Linked DNA regions of Gossypium hirsutum: region 1 is linked to region 2. The links are chromatin contacts, called in public Hi-C maps. All regions are on one chromosome and are shown on one strand. Each heading gives the region's core, a stretch centred on a gene start, on an enhancer-like site or on the middle of the called end of the contact. The rest is flanking DNA. Distances are from core to core; before and after follow the strand shown.

Region 1 (3,822 bases), core at 1,175-3,674, 160 kb after region 2:
GTTGTATATGCACCCATTAATAAAAACATAATTAAAACAAAAGATATTAGATATAATAATAAAGCACATAATATTTGTAGAGGAAAATTTTACATTAAAACCTTAAAAATAATATTATTAAAAAACCAATCACAAACTCTAAAAAGTTTAATTTTTATAAATCGTGAAACATACATAAACGATAATTTTTTAAAATATATAATTAACAATAATAAAAAAATGTGTTGATAAATTAGAAAGCAACCTAAAAAGATTCAATGGGAAACACATTGTCTAGACAGATTAGAACATGAACAATTCTCCACTATAAACCACAATCAGATAACAATTATAAAACAATGGAATCAATTGGTTTCGATTGCTTTATTCTGATTTATGTAATATGGCACCATTTCATAGATTACATCAAAATTTTGTTTGATTTGCACTGTTTAAGAGACAATGAACGATGTCTTAACAGATATATTATCAAGGGAACCAACGCGTGAAGAACCAGAATAGAACACCATCACATGCAAACCATTTACATTTGCATAAAAATATAAAAATTAAAGAACAAAAAAGTACGTTAACTATAAATAATATAAATATATAGACATATTCGAAAGAAAACTTTACAGTCGACCTCCAGTAATGATGCAAATAAACATAAACTTGAAGCTCTCCAAAAGCCATTGCTAGGAAAAAAAGGTACCAGCAAGAGCAGTCTAGGAGGAGATGCCTCTCTGTTACACATATTTATAACAACATACAGATTCTAAACTGACACCTAATTAACCTCTACAAATGTCAAAAATTTCATTGTAGAGATCACTGCAGACCCACTAAAAAGACCTACATGACCAAACAAAAGATACTTGACCTAAGAAATTACAATAAGATTACATGATAGTAGCTGTAATTTTTTTTTTCTTTTAAGACTCAGATAGTTCCCTGATGGCTTCCCAATCAATTTCCACTGAAGGGTACTTTTCCAAACCGAAAATTTCGTTGTCATCCCACTTTGAATCAGAGAAATCGAAGAAAGTGATATCAGATTCTGGTGAAGAAGATCCTGCCAATGACTCATCGGATAAATCCGGGGATGGGGATGAGGATGATGATGATGACAGGGAGTTCATCTCAACTTTAGGACTAGCAAATCTTGGAGACTGATCAAACTCCTCACGCTTCACAGGGTAATCAAACTCAACCTTGGGCTTTGAATCGTGAACAGAACAGGCCTTTCCTGAATTCTCTTGTTTCTGTAAGCTCTGGCAGATGGCTTGGAGCTTTGCATCAACTGCAGAATGGAGGGGCTTGTAGTCACCAAATTCTCCAGAAATATGAGCTCCTTGGTGCTTGAGGTGGGGGAAGTTGAGCCTGGCAAACTCTCCTCTAAGCTTATAGGCAGCCTTGTCATAAGCCAAAGCTGCTGCTTCTGCTGTATCGAAAGTGCCAAGCCAAAGGCGAGTTCGGTTCTTGGGGAGTCTGATTTCAGCTACCCATTTGCCCCAGTGCCTCTGTCTCACCCCTCTGTACAGCTTGGTAGGCTTTGAAGGGGTGGAAGACACATGTTTCATGGGGACAGCTTTTGGGGAAAGAAAGTTGAACCTTTGGTTTTTTAGGGATGCGGTCGTAGGCCTAGAAGCAACCTGCTGCTGCTGCTGCTGCTGCTGATAGACTTGAGCTTGGATTTGGAGGATTTGAGAAGGGGTGAGTTGGTTTAGCCCAATTGAACCTGTTTGCTCAAAACCCATCAAGTTTTGATAGTTACAGAACCCTTGTTCTGAGCACAAATGGGTCCTCCATGGGGAGAAAAATTCAGGATACAGGTTAGACTGTGAATATGAAGAAGAAGAAGATAAAGGAGAGGTAGATGAAGCACTTTTCATAAAAGGTTCAAGCGCTTTCATCAACTCCGCACTAAAAGGATCTGAGAAAACTGAGCTGTTGCTGCTGCTATTATACATATCTATAGCTGCTGCCATATTCAATAACTAGGTAAAAACCTGTATCTTAACCAAAACCAAAGAACAGGTACTAGTTTGATTAAAAAAAAAAACAACCTTGAGGGACCAAAAATAAACCCTCTTAGCTGATGATAATAAATATTGAAAAACAAAAACAAAAAAGGGAAATCTGGATCTCTATTCTGGGATCACCTGGCTTTCAGAAAAACCAAAAACACCTGCTATGATAGTTTAGGTTTGTTCTTGACAGAAACTTTTTCGGCTTGAAAGACAGACGATTACAGAAAGGGATTCAGAGAAGCGGGGAGTTACAGAAAAGGGGGGGATTAAGAAGAAAACTGAAAATGCTCGCACACTGTTGAAAATTCTGAAAACTCTCAATTGTTTATTTTATTTTCTGGAGTGGCCTCACCTTGGTGTTTTACTCTCATGCATTTCCAGGGTCACCTTATCTCTATTTATATAACCCTCTACCCATGTGCTTCTCTCTCAAATCCCTTTAGATTTTTTAATTAATTAATTAATTAAATTTATCACCTTCCTTCTCGTCAACTTTCAAGGATGCCTAATAATGCCTTTATTCGGTGGGGACAAAGGAAGTTACTGGGCTCCAATGGGGATTCGCCATTTACTTGAAACGTTAACCGGCAGGTGTCAGCCAGCAGAAGGGTAGTTTTATACGTGTCTTACAGCGATTGGTGAAATTTGGTTGACTGTGCTGGGGTTAGCCTTTTTACAATTTAATGATCTTTTTTGTCCTGTTGTGTTTGATTTGCGGCAAAGCCTGACCTGTCTGATGGAATTTCATATTCATAAAGCAAAATAGGTGCCTTCTGTGGTCCGCACCTTTTAGATGCTCTGAAACGGTGGCTACACGGTCTCTAATTTTTTTTTTTACAAGTTTTTTTATACAATATTAGGTGAGATCAAGTAACACAAATTAAATTTACACTAAAAAAAACACAATTTAAATTAGTATGAAATATATGTCTAATAAGAATTTCAAGTCACAGTTTTATATATGTAAAAATAAATTATTATAAGTTTTATAATATGAAGTTAGTAATTTTATTATGGTATAATAAAAATTTTAATTTTTAATCTTTATATCTTTTGTCATTTTGATTATTATTTATTTTTTAATTAAATTTAGTTCTTAATCTTTTAAAAGAGTTGAATGTGACCATTAATCTTTTAAAAATACTCAAATTTTTATTTTTTTAACGAAAATATTGACTAAAATGTTATATTTTTAGACATAACTTGTATAGCAATCCACGTGTAATTCATACTATTTTTTGAATTATTATGAACATTTTATATTTTTTTAAAAATTTTGAGTTATTTTATTAAATTTTTTTGAATGTTTTATAATTATTAAATTATTTGTTGATGTTACATAAAGACAAATAGTATTATGTCATCATGAAGTACATTTAAATACTTTTGCAGGTTACCATACCAGCATCGTTAAAAAATTAATGCATTAACCAACATTTCTTTTAAAGACAGTGATTTGACTACTTTTTGAAGTCTTAAGAGACAATTTTAATTAAAAAAAAGAATAAAGGCCAAATTGATAAAAAAAAAAAGATATAAACGTTAAGGACTAAATTTATCATTATGTATTTTACAATGTTTAGTGAGAACTGGGAAATTTATAATTTTATTTTCATATTATAAGATCAATATTTTCATATTTGTATAAAATTGTTGACAATATTAATGAAAATTTATTTAAGTGATTATTTAATCTCATAAAATATAACTAGATTATGACACATTGACAATGTTAGTAAAAACAATTATATAATATATTAATTTAAAAATTGACATGAAAATTAAATATTGACTTTGGTTAAAATGATAA
Region 2 (3,703 bases), core at 339-2,838:
GAAATTAAATTTATTTATTTATTCATCGTTCAAATAAATAGAAAATATTTACATGTTTACTACAATATGGACACATTTCCCAACAGACTTGTGGCATAATTAAGCTAGGGGTAGAAAACTTGCATTGAAAGGTTTATCTAGGTACACCCGACCTGGTACATGGCTTATCCAATTTCCTTCATGAATACTCATGGGAGAGACCCGATCGAATATGGAGAAAATGTCGAAGTAAGTACAGTGGTAACTCCAGTGACTAGCGGTTTGGCTTTGTGACAGTTTTTATGGTCTATACTTTCTCCTTTTTTATGGATATTAAAATCATATGCTGGAATTGTCAAGGGGCTGCAAGCTCCAAATTCAGTGCTATCTTACAAAATATTTTGAGGTATCATAAATTGGATATTTTAGTTTCACCTGAAATGAGAATAAGTGGGAAAAAAGTAGATGAGGTAATAAGGAGAACAAAGTTTGATTGTTCATTTAGAGTAGAAGCAAAGGGATTCTCTAGAATGAGAATTTGATGATTGATATCGTTGAGGTGTCAAATCAAGTCGTCCATTGTCATCGTGTGAAGCAAGGTATGAAATAAAGTATCCTTTTTATTGTTGTTTATGCTACTCCAAACGCTTCAAAACGTAAGTTGTTATGGAATTATCTTGTATCTTTGAGGCCTCAAGGGAATGTACCATGGCTTTTTGGAGGATATTTTAATGTGTTTGTGTCCAATGAAGAGAGAAAATGAGGGGCAAGGGTGCGTTTGGGTATTGATGTGCTTTTCTGGGACTTTATGTTTGATCATGGAATGGTTGATTTGGGTTATAAAAGGTCATCTTTCACTTGGATTAGGGGATCACTTTTCCAATTTCTAGATGGTTCATTTGTAATGCAGATTGGATTGATTTGTTTCTTGATTCTTCTGTGGCTCATCTTCAACGTATAGGCTCTGATTATCGACTGATTTGTCTCTCTAATGTTATTCAAAGTATTCCCAATATGCTAAAGCCTTTTAGATTTGTTACTCATCTTCAATGTATATCCATTGAAATTTGTTTCTGTAGCAATGTTCTCTACATTTATATTATCTGCATATAATTCATGTAATGTAATATTATGCATAGCCATTCTTTTTTACATTTGTTTCTGTAGCAATGTTCTCTACATAGCCATTGGAATTTACTGATTGGAATCAAACAATGTTGAGCTCCCGGCCCTTTCAACTGCCAAATTAAATTTAAAATAAAACTTATTTTATTTTAAGTAAAACTTTTAAAATAAAAAAAGGTTGAGCTTTAACATTTTAAGTAATCTTATTTTATTTTTTTGTTCATTATATACAAAAAAAATATAATTTGATATTTGATATAATTTTAATAACAATTAATTTTAATAACAATTAGTTTTAAGAAAAAAGACGGGCCGGGCTTTATATTTTTTCCACGGGCCGGGCTTGAGAAAAATCTCAAACCCATATTTCGGGCCGAGCCGGGCCCGGGCCTAGGAATCGAGCTGAAATTTTTTTCCAGGCCTGGCCCGGCCCATGAGCACTTCTAGGCACCATCTCATAGTTCAACTATGGACGGTGGGCTTTGACCCATCGAGACCTTTCCCAAATAGGGTATTAGCCTGGATTCGCTTTTCGGGTCTGCCAGGGTTCCTATACCAAAAGAAAATATTAGAAGAGATTAAAAGTTTAAGTGGGAAAGTGGTAAAACTTGATATTAAATGGAGTGTGGTGCGAGGGGGTAGTTTGCTCATATGGCTGTGGTTGTTGATCAAGAGAAACCTCTAACCTCGCAAGTTTGAGTCAACGGTCGATTACAACGAGTGGATTTTGAGCCTTCGATCCGTGGATGGTGGTCAAACTTAAATTTCAACGCAAATAGGACGAAAATCGTAGGCTTAAAGCAAAAATTTCGGGGGAATTTTTGGAAGGTTCTAGATTTGGAGCTTTGTCCTTTCTAGATATGGAGGCTCAAATGGCAGATATGGGGGCACCAACTAAGGGACTAGGGAATATTAGGTTTAATAAGGTTGCCTTTCTTAAAAATTTAAAAGGCAAGGGGCTGGAATTGATGAATGGGTTGGCGGTTGGAGGAAAATTAGATGAGGGTCAGTTGGGCCACAGTGAGGAAATAAATCAGGGCTTTTGGGGGAGATTTACGCTGGGCAGGAGCTGGGGGCGTTTGGCCAGAATTCGGCGCGAGTTGAAGGCGTGTCGCATGAGGGTGCTGAATCGCAACAACCAACAAGCCTCACGCCTAAGTGTCCTGGGCCCCAGTAGGCAGTGGGCTATCCGCAGGAAAATAGTGGGTCATAGTAGGTAATGGGTCAAAATCCTATTTCCTTGGATTTGGGTTCAAATGAGGCAACGGATTGGTGCAAAAAAACCCAACTGCTCCAATTTCTCTTCCAAAAGATAAGGCAATCTCCTTACATGTGAATCCTACTTTCGAAGGACGGCATAGGGTAAAAGTGACTTTAATTGCTAATGTCCTTGACCTTAAAAGACATACAATAGTTACTTTCAAGGAGAATTTGGATAAAAATTCCAAATCCAAAATGGGGAAAGGATTATTAATGGCGCATAGGAATCCTTCTAGTATTTCTAGAGGGCATGGTGTTGAAAGCCGAAAAGAAAGTGGCATAATGGGAAATCGGTAATTAAATCTATTTGCAGGCATAGGGGAAGATTTAAACCTACGGGTAGTTCACGAGTCTCTCTTCAGGAAGCTATGGGATCTATGGCAGAGTTTATTAGCACACAAGTTGATACGAACTCACTTACAGGATGTAATTGAGTCATTTGATTGCCCGAACGAAAATTAAGTAGTTCTCATTTTAGTTTAACACAAGGGTAAATTTAAGAAGATAGTTTAAATAGGCAACCAATAAAATAAAGATAGTTTCATGGGAAAAGGTGGATAAAAGAACTTAAAACAAGAAAAAACCCTTAATAGCAATTAAAGACCCGGATCTTATAAGTTTTAAGGTGAAAAATATGAATAGCTGGATAGGATCGTGACCCACTATCTAGCAAGATAGGAACCAATGGTTTAAGATTGAACGCCACACATGGAAGAGTGATAAGTTCAAGAAAGAAATAAGGCTGACACCACTAGCTTAGCTAGATAAGTCAAGTTGAATCCCAAAGAAAAATAAGAGTGAATAACTCACCAAGTTATAATTCATATAATCAAAGTCTGAAGTAACCTTCAAAAGGTTTACAAGTGAATTATTTATAGCCTGATAATATCCAGCCGAATAGACATAAGTTAAATATAAAAAACATAGAATTAAAGTGACTTAATTTCCAGCTGAAAATCAATTGAATGGCGTCAATAAGCTGCTATCCATTGAGAAGCCCAAATAGTCTTTAAGAATGTATTCTTGGATGTAACTCTCCACTCTATGCCTTTTACCACTCAAATTCACTTCTCGAAATTCTTGTAGATTTCGTTAGACCTATTAGAAAGCTCATAGGTCAGCTTCAAAAAGCTCAAAAAAACAAAATTGGATTGATGTTAGGTGTAGGTAGGTTTGAAAGAAAATTAAGAGTGTGGCTGCAAAAAATGGTTTTAAGAATAAATAAGAAGATAAAAAATTTTGAACATTTTGAAAACGAGCTTTTCTTTTTGTTAAAATGCACAAATCCGAACTCCCACTTTGTATTTTTCACTTTTGTATTTTGCACAGCACTTTTTTT

The links. A called contact is a pair of places that touch in the nucleus more often than the background predicts.
Region 1: a Hi-C map of leaf shows a contact between it and region 2, with 2.0 times the contacts expected there. The contact joins the promoter of LOC107913662 here to the enhancer-like site in region 2. A contact is called at or near these places in 14 of 34 Hi-C or Micro-C datasets (anther, callus, hypocotyl and 2 more).

What each region holds. Positions count from the first base shown.
Region 1 is chrD11:36,698,841-36,702,662 of Gossypium_hirsutum_v2.1, forward strand. LOC107913662 (ethylene-responsive transcription factor ERF060) reads right to left here and starts at 2,425. Exons shown (of 1, transcript XM_016842312.2): 1 at 569-2,425. The coding sequence starts at 1,970. The coding sequence ends at 915.
Region 2 is chrD11:36,534,958-36,538,660 of Gossypium_hirsutum_v2.1, forward strand. No RefSeq gene overlaps it. Among protein-coding and RNA genes, the nearest start is that of LOC107911450, 66 kb to the left of the region's middle. Within about 2 kb of position 1,589, at least 9 of the 9 cell types and tissues checked have an H3K27ac peak or open chromatin away from gene starts, as enhancers often do. A contact at or near this core is called in hypocotyl and leaf, where this site is marked.